2 separate regions of the Muntiacus reevesi genome follow, and region 2 is linked to region 1. The links are chromatin contacts, called in public Hi-C maps. All regions are on one chromosome and are shown on one strand. Each heading gives the region's core, a stretch centred on a gene start, on an enhancer-like site or on the middle of the called end of the contact. The rest is flanking DNA. Distances are from core to core; before and after follow the strand shown. Region 1 holds the start of PLCD1 (phospholipase C delta 1). Region 2 holds the start of OXSR1 (oxidative stress responsive kinase 1).

The links. A called contact is a pair of places that touch in the nucleus more often than the background predicts.
Region 2: a Hi-C map of blood shows a contact between it and region 1, with 2.3 times the contacts expected there. The contact joins the promoter of OXSR1 here to the promoter of PLCD1 in region 1. A contact is called at or near these places in 2 of 3 Hi-C or Micro-C datasets (blood and muscle).

The regions. Positions count from the first base shown.
Region 1 is chr4:71,184,653-71,190,317 of mMunRee1.1, reverse strand. It overlaps PLCD1 (phospholipase C delta 1), which reads left to right and starts at 1,366. Exons shown (of 15, transcript XM_065933002.1): 1 at 1,366-1,545. The coding sequence starts at 1,512.
Region 2 is chr4:71,332,053-71,337,758 of mMunRee1.1, reverse strand. It overlaps OXSR1 (oxidative stress responsive kinase 1), which reads right to left and starts at 2,763. Exons shown (of 18, transcript XM_065933005.1): 1 at 2,403-2,763. The coding sequence starts at 2,472.

The DNA.
Region 1 (5,665 bases), core at 117-2,616:
GGGGATGTCAGAGGTCCCAGGACTTGCCCCAAGGCCAGCGGAGACCCCCAGAGGGCAGATCCGAAGGCAGGCATCCTGGCCTGGAGGAGAGAGTGAGGACAGAGAAGGACCCCTCGGCCTCCTTGACCCCAGGCTGGAGCTCCGAAGGGAGGCTTTGTGTGGACTTGCTTGTTATTGAGCAGAAGGGAAAGCAAGGAGGGCATGGACAGGCCTGAGGGCAGGCCACTTGGAGAGAGTGCCGGATTAAGGGCTAGCCCTCTCTGTGCAGGAGAGGCGTGCCAAGAGAGGGGGGCTCTCCAAAGTCCTGACCCAGCCTCAATCATTAGGATGGTACAACTTGGCCTCTGGCTGGCTTACATCCCTTCCTGAGGTATTCAAGGCCACCCAGACCTGCCTCTGCTGGGAGGGGGAGGCGCTGGGGTCCAACTGGTTCTGCCAGGCTCTCACTGTTGGCTTCATCAGCCCAGGAAGCCTGGGGGATTCACTGGTGGGCTCAGCACCACCACCACCCCCATCCTGGAAGGTCTTCTGGGGGCTCTCACAAGGACTTCCCCAAAAGTTGGTGGGCAGCAGGATTCTGGGTCTTTGGGGGGGGGGTGTCTCTGGGTACTTGATAAAAAGTGTGTTAGAACTGCAAGAGTTGATTGTAGGAGTAGGGGCAAGGGTACCCCTTGTCCAGACAGTCCCTTCGGATGCTACCCAAAAAAGGAACCTTGGAGATGTCCTAGGTTCTGTCCCCCACTTTGTTGTACAGATCGCCAGGCGTTTGGGGTGTGAGGGGCTCAAAGGAGAGTTCTCTGCAACTACCGACTCTTAAGTTTTATGGCTTCTGCCCCAGCCCTCGCCAAAGGCACTCCCAGGGTTAGAAACTTCCCAGAGAGAGGGAAGGGGACCCTTCTGCAGACTAGATCCGTGCATGCCTCTCCGAGGACCTTCTAACTCGAGCTCATGCACCCATTCTGCAGAAGAGAAAGCAGACATCCGTGGAGCCGCGGATGGACGCCTGGACTCCAAGGCTGCCTTCTGCACCAGCCGGGATGGGCGTCGAACGTTACGCGGTCCCGGTCCCAAGAGGACGCAGATTCTTTCGCGCATCACTGTAACCCGGCGAAGCGCCCACAGGCAGGGCGTGGGGCCCGGCCGCTGGCGCTAATGACAGGGCCCGCGGCCTGTGGGTGGCGGCGGCGGAGGAAGCCAGAGGGATCTGGCTATTTCTGTCCGGGACGCGCCCACAGGCCTGGGCCAGGGATGGCCGGGCTTCCAGGCCCCCACCTCTGCCCTCCTAGCCAAACCCCAGGAGGGGCGGGGAGAGGCGCGGGTTGGAGGGCCCAGGGGGCGGGGGCGCGGGCGGGCGGGGGGCGGAGCGGAGTCCCGGGCCCACCTCCGGCCTCCGGCCCCCCGCAGTCCATTCGGGTCCCTCCACCACACTCCGCTCGGACCCGAGGCCGCTGCGCTGTCGCCGCGGACGAGTGTCCCGCGGCGTACCCCTCCCGCCACGCCGTCCGTCGGGCATGGACTCGGGCCGGGACTTCCTGACCCTGCACGGTGAGTGCTCGGCCCTCTCGCGGGGAGCGGGGGGCGGCGGGGGCGTCCCCTCCTGGGCCGACCCCGCGAAAAGCCGTCCCCGGCCCAGGGCGGGGGACCCCCTGCTCCGTCGGCCGCCCTCCGCCCCGCCCCGGGCCCGCCCCTCGGCCCTTTTGTCGCATTGAGGAAATCTCGACCCGACTGCCGGGCGCGACCCTGGGCGTTTCCAGGCTTGTCCCGCAGACCCGGCCGGTGGGGAGAAAACGGGTGTGCGAGTCTGAAGACTTCCCTAAAGACGACCCCCCGGCCCCGCGGCCTTGGGGGCGACCCCCTCCCTTATCCTGGTCTCGGAAGGCTAGGCTCCAGGGTCTGGTGCGCTCGCAGGGGCCGAGGAGGGAAGGAACCGACATCCACGAATAACCCAAGTTCTCTCCGCCCCGTCCGGGCCGCCCGGAGAGGCTCCCCAGCGCACAGGCGTGCCTGGACCGCGTCCGGGCGCGTGAGTGACGCGGGGTGGGAAGAGCGGGGCGAGGAGGTGTGCGAGGTGAGGTGGGGCCGTGCCGCAGTAACTGCCCAGCGCAGAAATCATGGTCAGCGCCCCCCGGGCTGGGAAGAGCAGCCCGGTCGCCCCCATCTGCGCGCCCTCCTGGCCGGACAGGCTCGGGTCTCCACTCTAGCTGCCTGTGGCTCTCAGCTTTGTCCAGCCAAGCTCTGTCTCTTCCGAACGACCGGGAAACAGTCTTGGACAAGCTCCTTGTCCTATCGCACCCTCTCCAGAAGAGAGAGCAGCCGTGGCCTCCGGACTGCAGGGACTGAGGGGGGTGTCCTAGCTGCACGGGGTCCCCAACCTGCACCTGGCCTCTCTTTGCGCCAGTCTGGGGGCTTACCCACTCTTAGAGGGCTGTTTACACTCTTGCCCCCCAGGTCATCTGCCAGCGCAGCAAACCCTGCCTCTCTCACTCTGATCACTGCTTAAGTCAATCTCCCTGTTTTCTAGTACCCCTGGAGTCCAAGAGATTAGTGCCCACCACCTATCCATCTAAACCATGCTGGATGGTCTAAATCAAGGAAACTATCCATCTAGACCATGATTTCTGTGCTGGCAGTGGAAGTAATAGATGGGAAGGGGAAAGGCAGAGCCCTCCAGTTGTCCACTAGAGACCCCCTGGAACTCAGGGAGACTCAGATGTTCATTTCAGCCAGTACCCAGTCTGTCTCATGTTTCCTGATTGGCTCAGACCTGGGCCCCATGGCCCAGAGGGACCTTGTTCAGTGCCCAGAGCTGTTACCCTCATACCAGTTGTCTGGGCTCTCAGGGCAAACTCTTCCAGCTGGGCCGTGGGATCCCTGCCTTTTCCAGTGCCCCCTCTTCTTCCCTCAGGACAGAGGTATCCTTAGTGCTCCTCCAGACTGGCAGGGAGGCTGGGCAGCTCAGAGGATCACAGTAGAGACCTCTGTTTCTCTCTCATCATCCTTTAGCTAGTGCTGTCTATCCTGCAGACTGCCACCTCCTCCGCGCCCACTTCACACTCAGACGTCCTATAAGCCCTCTGGTGGCCTCTGACACAGCTGCAGCCTCAGATCACGGGATGGGCTCCAGCCTCTGGCCTCTGTGCCTTTGTCCAGTCTCTTTCAGTGTGTGTGTGTGTGTGTGTGTGTGTGTGTGTGTGTGTGCGCTTAGTCACTCAGTCATGTCCAACTCTTTGTGACCCCGTGGACTGTAGCCTGGACTGTAGCCCACCAGGCTCCTCTGTCCATGGAATTCTCCAGGCAAGAATACTGGATTGGGTTGCCATTCCCTTCTCCAGGAGCCTCTGTTTCTAGGCAGCCCTAGTATCTTGCCTGAAGAGGGAGCCGCACCGAGTCTCAGTTAGCACCTCCCAGTCTTGTGGCATGGGCTTGGCAGCCCTGGCCCATCCTGTCTGAGACCTGCCTCTCAAGTGCCTGACTGCCCAGCCCTTCCTGCGGAGCTGGCACGAACCCTGCAATCCAAAGCTGTTCCCCTGGAGGCCCTGCTGCTTCTAGCTCATCACCCAAAATTACCTCCCTTAACTGCCTTTGTCCCCTCTGCAACCCCCGACCCACCTCGATTGTTTCCAACATGTCTGTCCCTGGGATTCCAGGCCCACACAACACGGACACACACTGATCCACACTGATCTTAAACTTTTTTGTACCATGGACCACTTTAGCAGTCAGATGAAGCCTGTGGACCTCTTTTCAGGATCAAGTTTTTAAATGTATACAGTAAAATACATAAGAATTTGAAGGAAGCAAATTATATTGAGATGTGATTCTATCCACAGGTCCTCGAGGAGTCCTTGGCTCTCTGGTTAAAAACCATTGTGTGGTTTCTCTAAAACAGAGGCTTCCCCTTACCCTCAGCTCCCTTCACTACAAATGAAGAATAACTTGTTTGTGCTCATATTCCAGCTCACCTTCACTAACACACGTTCCCATGCTTTATTATTCTCCAAGGTGAGACCTTAGACAAGTCACTCTGCACTTCAGTTTATTATTATTATTGCCATGCTTGTCGTGCTAATAACTGGCTTTGCAAGTGACTCACTGTCAGTGCTGGTGACGAGCTGCAGTGAGGCAAATGAAGGAACCATTCAGAGGCAGGGAGTAAAAGAGAGGAGTGAGTCAGGCGTCTGGGTGATGTCCTGACCTTGGCACACAGTAGGGGCTCAATAAATAATTGCTGGGTGAGTGAAAGTGGGGTGGTAACTTACATGAAAGATCCCACTGTTCCCGAGCACACTGGCAGCACAGTTTCATATAGAGTCCTCACCTATTTATCAAAGCAAGCCTGTGTTAATGGACTCATTTTTAAGATGCAGCATTTTTTCAAGAATTCCATTCGCATTTGGCACATTGGAGATTATCCCACTCAGGTAGAGAAATTCCCTGAGAAGGAAACAGGCCTACCTGGGATTCACATGTGAAGCAACGGCCCACTCAGTCACAATGGATTCGTTGAGTAACTGAGGTAAAATATTTGGCGGGCTCCGGTGTCCGGCCGAGCTCCATCCTCAACTCTGCCTGGCCTGGCCCCACCCGGCTGTCCGCTAGACTCTGCAGCCCGGGCCGCCGCCGGGCCGGGCTTCCCTCCTCGGCTCAATCTCACCCAGCCCTCTGGTCCGCCGCCAGGTCTCCAGCTGAGTGTTTAGGATTCCCGGCTCAGTCTCCGCCCCTTAGTCTCCCCAACACAGCCTCCAAAGTCGAGGTACCGCCCTCCCTGCCCCAAAACGGCCTTGCTTTGATCGCTGTTCCCTCCCCCGGCTCTGGCTCCGCCCCCCGCCGTCTTCCTGAGTCTGACTCTGCTCCAAGTCGCCTCCCAGACCTGGCTCCTCTCGCTCCCCGCCTCTTTGGCTCTGGCTCCGCCCCAGCCCGCTTTCTGGACTCTGACTTTCGCCACTGATCTGCTTCCTGGGTTATGGATTTGTCCCACCCCGCCTCCTGGTCCCGGCTCCTCCTTCGGAGCGCCCCGCCTTCTGAGCTCGGGCCCCTCCTCCCCCCGCCTTGATTCCACTCTCCCCTCATCTCCCGGAGGCATCGGTTCTACCCCTCTGGAACTGGCCCCGCCTCCTAGGATATGGCTCCGCCCCCTAGGCGCTGATTTCTGTATCGCCCCGCCTCTAGACTCAAGGCCCCACCCACCCATCCAGGCCCGCCGCCCCCCCCCCCCCCCCCCGGTTCTAGCTCCGCCCAACTACTCGAGGTCTCTCTTGCTCCCCTCCCAGAAGGTGGTTCCGCCCCTAGGGCTGCGGCCGCCTTCTGGACGCCGCACTGTCCCGGGCCAGGTTTGCTGGGCGGCAGGGGCACTTCAGAAAGTCATGCAGTGCTTTGGGGTCCGGAGGCCAAGCCGGAGACTGAGCCGCTCCAGAGAGCTCTACTTGCAGGAACAGAGCCTCAAGGTGGCAGCGCTCAATGGGCAGAGGCTGGGTAAGGGATTCAAGGGTCCCGAGATCAGGGGAGGCTGGGAAGGCAGCTGGAGCAGGACGCAGACTGTGTGTCTCGGGGCCTGGACCTGTTTAGTGCTTCTGTGAGTGTATGACTCGCAGTGGGGCTGTTTTGGCAGGGTTGACATGTGGTGTGAGTACTGGGGGGATTGGTGACCCTGCCCCTTGCCACTCTC
Region 2 (5,706 bases), core at 1,514-4,013, 150 kb before region 1:
TGGGAACAGGGAGTGACTGCAAATGGACATGAGACATCTTTTTGGAATGATGGAAATGTTCTAAAATTGGATTGTGGTGATGACTGAACAACTCTGTAAATTTACTAAAAAAAAAAAAGAAACCCCAAAAAACTATAGTACTGTACAGTTAAAACAGGTGGATTTTATGATATATAAGTTGTTTTTAAAAATGAAAAAATTTTATTCTATGTGAATGAAGCAAAACACAAAACACTATATATTATACAATCCCATTTACATGACATGTCCAGAAAAGGCAAATCTATGGAGTTGGAAAGGTTTGAGAATGCCTGAAACTGGAGGTAGGAACAGGGATTAACTGTAAATAGGCATGAGGGTTCTCACTGGGGTGATGAAAATATTCTAAAATTGGATTATACTGATTGGTGCACCACAATAAATTTACTAAAATCTTTTAATTTTACACTTTAAAATGGGTTAATTTTATACTAAAAAAAAAAATGGGTGAAATTATATCTCAGAGTAAAGTTGTTTTTAAAAGTAAGGTGGTCAAATCACATGAGAGTTCTTAACTTTTGGAGTGAGAAGATGACTAACCCTATCCCAGAGGGCTGAGCCTCCCTTTTGCTCACTCGCAGACACCCTATTGGTCTGAGAATAGCAAATCAACAAGTTTCTAAAGCGCTACACCCTTGTGCCACCTTAATACCAAAAGCATTAACAGCCACAATGCTACTCTCCACCCTAGAAAGACGTACACCTTACCAGAAAGGTAAAGCAAAATTCCTCTTCTAAAATGATGAGACCCCTTTTCCTTGCTTTTTTAGACATCATTTTGGAGTCTCCCACTTAATTCCTTTTTTCAATATGAAATTCTGATGGAGGTACTCAGAAGCAATCTTTAGAATGAACCAGTACAGATCAAAGATGCAGCATGTACTAAGAACCAGATCCATGAAGCAACTTAAGGAAAAAGACTGGATGTCTTCACATAAATCTTACCCCAGATTTGTTTTGATACAAGAAGCAAGAGGGGGAAAAAAAAAAAAAGAAAGAAAGAAAGAAATGTGACAAAGTTTCTCTCAACACTGACACAATGCAATAAACAGTCACTCCCCCCAACCCCCAAAACAGCTAAGGAGTTTTCAGCCACTCTTTGTTATAAAACTAATTTAGGACAGGATGCTGATCTAGCAAAGCAGACAATCTTCTTCCTCCAATACACAGGGGTCTGCTGATGTGCGTTGGATCGAGCTTCTGTTTAGCTAAACCCACTCCCTTTTGATTTCTAAGATCACTAGATTATTGTTGTCCAACAAATACTCCCCTTATCCCCAGTCCCCACCCTCCCCCAATCACTGTGCCTCTCTGAGAATTACAATTCATGTTTGTGCAAGCTTTGATCTCTGCCAGCTGGTATTCCCAGACCCCCTTCAAATCCATTCCACACATAACAGCCAGACCCATAGGATCGTATCATGTCTCTGCTTGGAACCCTCCAATAACACTTAAAATTTCCTAGGCTGAGAAGGTCCCTAAAATCTGGCTCCTCTCTTACCTTTCTAAGCTTACCAGTCTTCTTTCGGGTCCTAAAACACATCAAGCTTTTCCCCTTCTCTGGGGCCTTTGCATTTCCTCATCTCTCAGTAAGGAACAATCTTCCCTTTGCCCTCAAGACTCTTTTTCATCCTTCAGCGCTCAACTTCCATGTTGACACCTCAGAAAAAGCATCTTCCTTGAAATGGCCCCAACTAGGTCTCCACGTTATTCTCTCTCAGAACATCTTGCTTGTTTCCTGGCTAGCACCTGCCAAAACCTGTAATTCTTTTTATTTGCCTACTTATTTAATGTCTACCTCCCTGGCTGGCAAGTCAATTCCAAGCAGTCGTAAGTTGGTCTACGTCGCTCAGTGTCGTACCTGCAGCTTCATCTGGAGAGGCTCCCCAGTTCCGCCCAAGCAATGCCTGGCACTTCCCGGGGGGGTTCTCACGCGGATGCAGAACTGAACAGAAGCACCTTAACCTATCACCCCATAAATAGATGACCGAGCCCCCAACTGCAATACCCCATTCCTCGCAACGCCTTGTAAAGGCCTGTCCCACATCTTCACTTTTCTTTTTTCTCTCAGACACATCTGTGGCTCAGGTTCAAACATCTGTCGCCACACAAATCTCTGACGAGCCTCTCAGACCCCACCCCACCTCGCCGCACCGGCACGCCTCTCAAAATCCCCTCCACGCCTTGCAGGATCTGCACAAACCCCGAGCCTCACCCACGCGCCCTACCAACCCCCGGGCCACTCGAGCGCCCACGAATATCTGGGAGTCCTGCGCTCCCCGAGCTCCCGCGGGACCCCACGTTCCGGCGTGTCACCCGCCGCGCAGCGCGGCGCCTCCCCCTTCCGCAGCGCCAGCTCTCACCTATCACCTCCTGCAGCTCGTAATCGTCCCTGTTGATGGACCAGGGCAGGGCACTGGAGTCCTCGGTCATGACGGCGGCACGACACTCGGTCTTCCCGCAAACTCACTGACCTCTCTTTTCTCCTCGCCGCGCCTCTCCCCACCCCCAACCGCTGCCGCCGCGCCCCCACCAACCGCCTCGCGAACAGCCACGGGTCGGACGGCGCCTGGCGCTGGGTGGCCGCGCGGCAGAGCGGTGGGGGGCTCGAAGCACCCGCGAACCTCGCCTCTTTGCTCCTCTGCGGCCGGCACTCCCCTCCCTGGCCCAGGTCCCGGCTTCGGCCTCCACGGCAGCAGCGACAAGAGCTTCGCCTGGGCCCAGCCCCTCTGTCCCGCCCTCCACCTCAGCCCCACGCACTGGCCAAACTTTCCCTTCTCCCTCCACCTGCCGACACGCAGCGCGCTGACGTCACCGCGTCGGGCATGCCCCCCACCTCGGCCCCGCCTCCAGCTGCCATTCCAAGTGTGGCTGGATAAGCAGCGAGCAAGAAGGAAGCCCAAGGAAGACGAATTTGATATTGGAAGGAAAGAAATACTTTGAAAGGAGTTCAGCAAGGGCATCGGAAAGCCATAAAAGAGCCCAAAGTAGCAGAGGTAGTAGCCACACTAAACATGGCGACCAAAGGGCAACCTAGTGGAGGGGGCGGAGCCACTTCTGGCGGCGAGGGCACGTTGCCGTCTCCGTCGTCGCATTCATTGGCTTATTTGAGAAGGAATCAGAACGGCAGTAAGTGGATGTGGACGTCAGTCATAAATTAGTCCCGCCTCCACGCGCTCGGCGCGCTGTTCCGCGACAAGGCTCCGGTCCCTCAAGATCACGGGTACGCTACTCGCTTTGCACCGTTCTCCCAAGTGACGTCGTCACGTAACTGTCACACCCCCGAGACGTGCGAACGGCTCCGCAGGGTGTGGAGAAACCCGAGGGAGCAGCTGGGTGGGGTACCCTTGCGGTGTGGACGACTGCCAACTGGAATAAAAGGTCTCGGTCCACGGGACAGAGTGGAACCGGAAGCTCGCATCGTGACGACACTTTTTTCTAGGCGGAAGTTAATCCTACAGCGCCCGGCTCGGCCTTCCCTGTAACTTTACTGGATAGGGAAGGTGTTCTATCCGTTCTCAGCTTTGGAGCTCAAATGATCACCTGTCTTGGGGCATTGGAAGGTTGCCGTTTTTTCCCTGAGGCAACTGGGGCCATTAAGCTAGTGCTATTTGGCTCAGCAGATTTGAGGTCTTGTCAAAGACCTTGGCTTTTGTGTGACGTCATTGAACTTCAGTTTTTCTCAGGTTGTCCACTTAGTTCCTTTGGGGAAGTCAGTAAGATGAAACTGAAAGCCTTTGGTAAAATGGAGTGAGGAGTAGCCACGTGGATTGGGCTAGGTTTGAAAGTCTTCTCAGTTGGATGTCTTTCAGATCAATAGTAGTCATCATGAAAGACATCTTCACCCAAGCCCTTTCAGGCACCGGAAGCCCTATGCAGGAAATCCAGCGACCACGAAGCCAAAGCAGTCAGCTAGGAGCTGCGGCCACCAAGTTAGCACGTTTCCACATTCTTGGTGGGGTTAGAGAATGTTTCAGGAGGGGATCCTGAAAAGCTAATGTGATATAAAACAGGTGTAAATTGAGAGGCTAGAATATCCCAGTCACAGAGAAGTGCCAGAGTTTCCAAGTTTGAAAGCATAGCACAGGCATTACTGTAAAGATTGGTTTCAGCCGTTGACTACTGACAGCTTTATTGCCGTGTGTTGCGTTTTTCTTTTTGCAGGGTGAAGGGTGGGGGTCAGATCTATCAGGAGCTAAATATGATGATAAAGATTAGAGGTCTCAAGATTTGTACAATAGAAAGATCCATAAACTAGAGATTCTTAACTTGGGTTTATTGGCCTTGTGAACCATGAACAGCCTTCAGGTTTGTGGGGGTTTTGTGTTTTTGCACGCCTTTAAATTGTATGCAGAATAGTATATACTTCAGGGAGAAATTTGACCACCTTTTCCCCTTCTCTTTTTCCCCAGTGAAAAGGAGCTACTGACTTAAAAGTGAAAATCCAAGATGTTTATTGACCCACATTCTTGGTGATCGGGGTACTTATACATTGGTTGATGGGTTGTTTTCTACTTCTTCCAAAGTAGAAAGCTTGATGGTTTAGTTGAGCCAGAACCTGCTCGGCAGATCTGGTCATTTTATTTCCTCTATCTCCTGGACTTTCTCCATGTGGCCTGTTAGTTGTTAAGATCTCATGTTTTTAATGAGCAAGGAATGGGTGGCTGTTTGGGGCCAGAATCTCAGCGTATGAAGTATGTTCCATGTGAGAACACTTAGCATAAACACTGGGTGTAGAGTGGTAAACAAGGTGACTTCGTTCCTGTTGTCATGGAGTAGAGTCTAGGAGAGAAAAGGCAATGTGTGCTGTGTGCTCAGTCACTCTGCCTTGTCTGACTCTTTGTGACCCAGTGGACTGTAACCCACCAGGCTCCTCTGTTCATGGGATTTCCCCGGCAAGAATACTGAAGTGGGTTGCCATTTCCTCCTCCAGGGGATCTTTCCCACCCAGGGATTGAACCCATATCTCCTGCATTGGCAGGCGGATTCTTGACCACTGAGCCACCAGGAAAGCCCTGTAGACGGCATCAAGTACAGTGTGTAAAATCAGTTGAGAGTCACTGTCTGGGCTGAGAAGCTGGGAGGGAAATTATATTCATACTTCCTCTTCTTTCTCTGTTGTCTTTAAGCGGTTTACCTGCATCGTCCTTTGCTTTTAGCACCAGCAGGGTAGAGGAAAAAGGACTAATTTCAAGACTAGTGATGCCTTGAAGTGGTAATTACAGCTTTAATAGTTCAAGTTTTATAGACTTCTTAAATGAAAGAGAGTTGAAATCTATAAATGAATGTGTACCATATGTGAAAAACCTGAATGTAAAGAAAAGCACAGATTTAGGTCTCCTAAGTTGATTTTCTTAGCAGTTCCATATCAGTGTCAGGACCAACTATAAACTCCTTGAATCTTTCTCTCCCCTTTCCCCCCTCTCTCCATTATCACACGTCACATGTAGTATAAAGTCATCTCTTGTAAGAGGACATTTCATCCATTCCTCACATAGATGTGCTTCCCACCTCTGCACCTAGAATAGTCCCTGCACAGACACATATTCGGGCATGGTGTTGATTAAATCAATGGAGTTCATGAGTAGAGAAAATATGAACAAGCTAGGAGTCTGGAGCCTGGGGAGAATCTGACATCTCGGCAAATCCAGGAAAGGGACCAAGGGC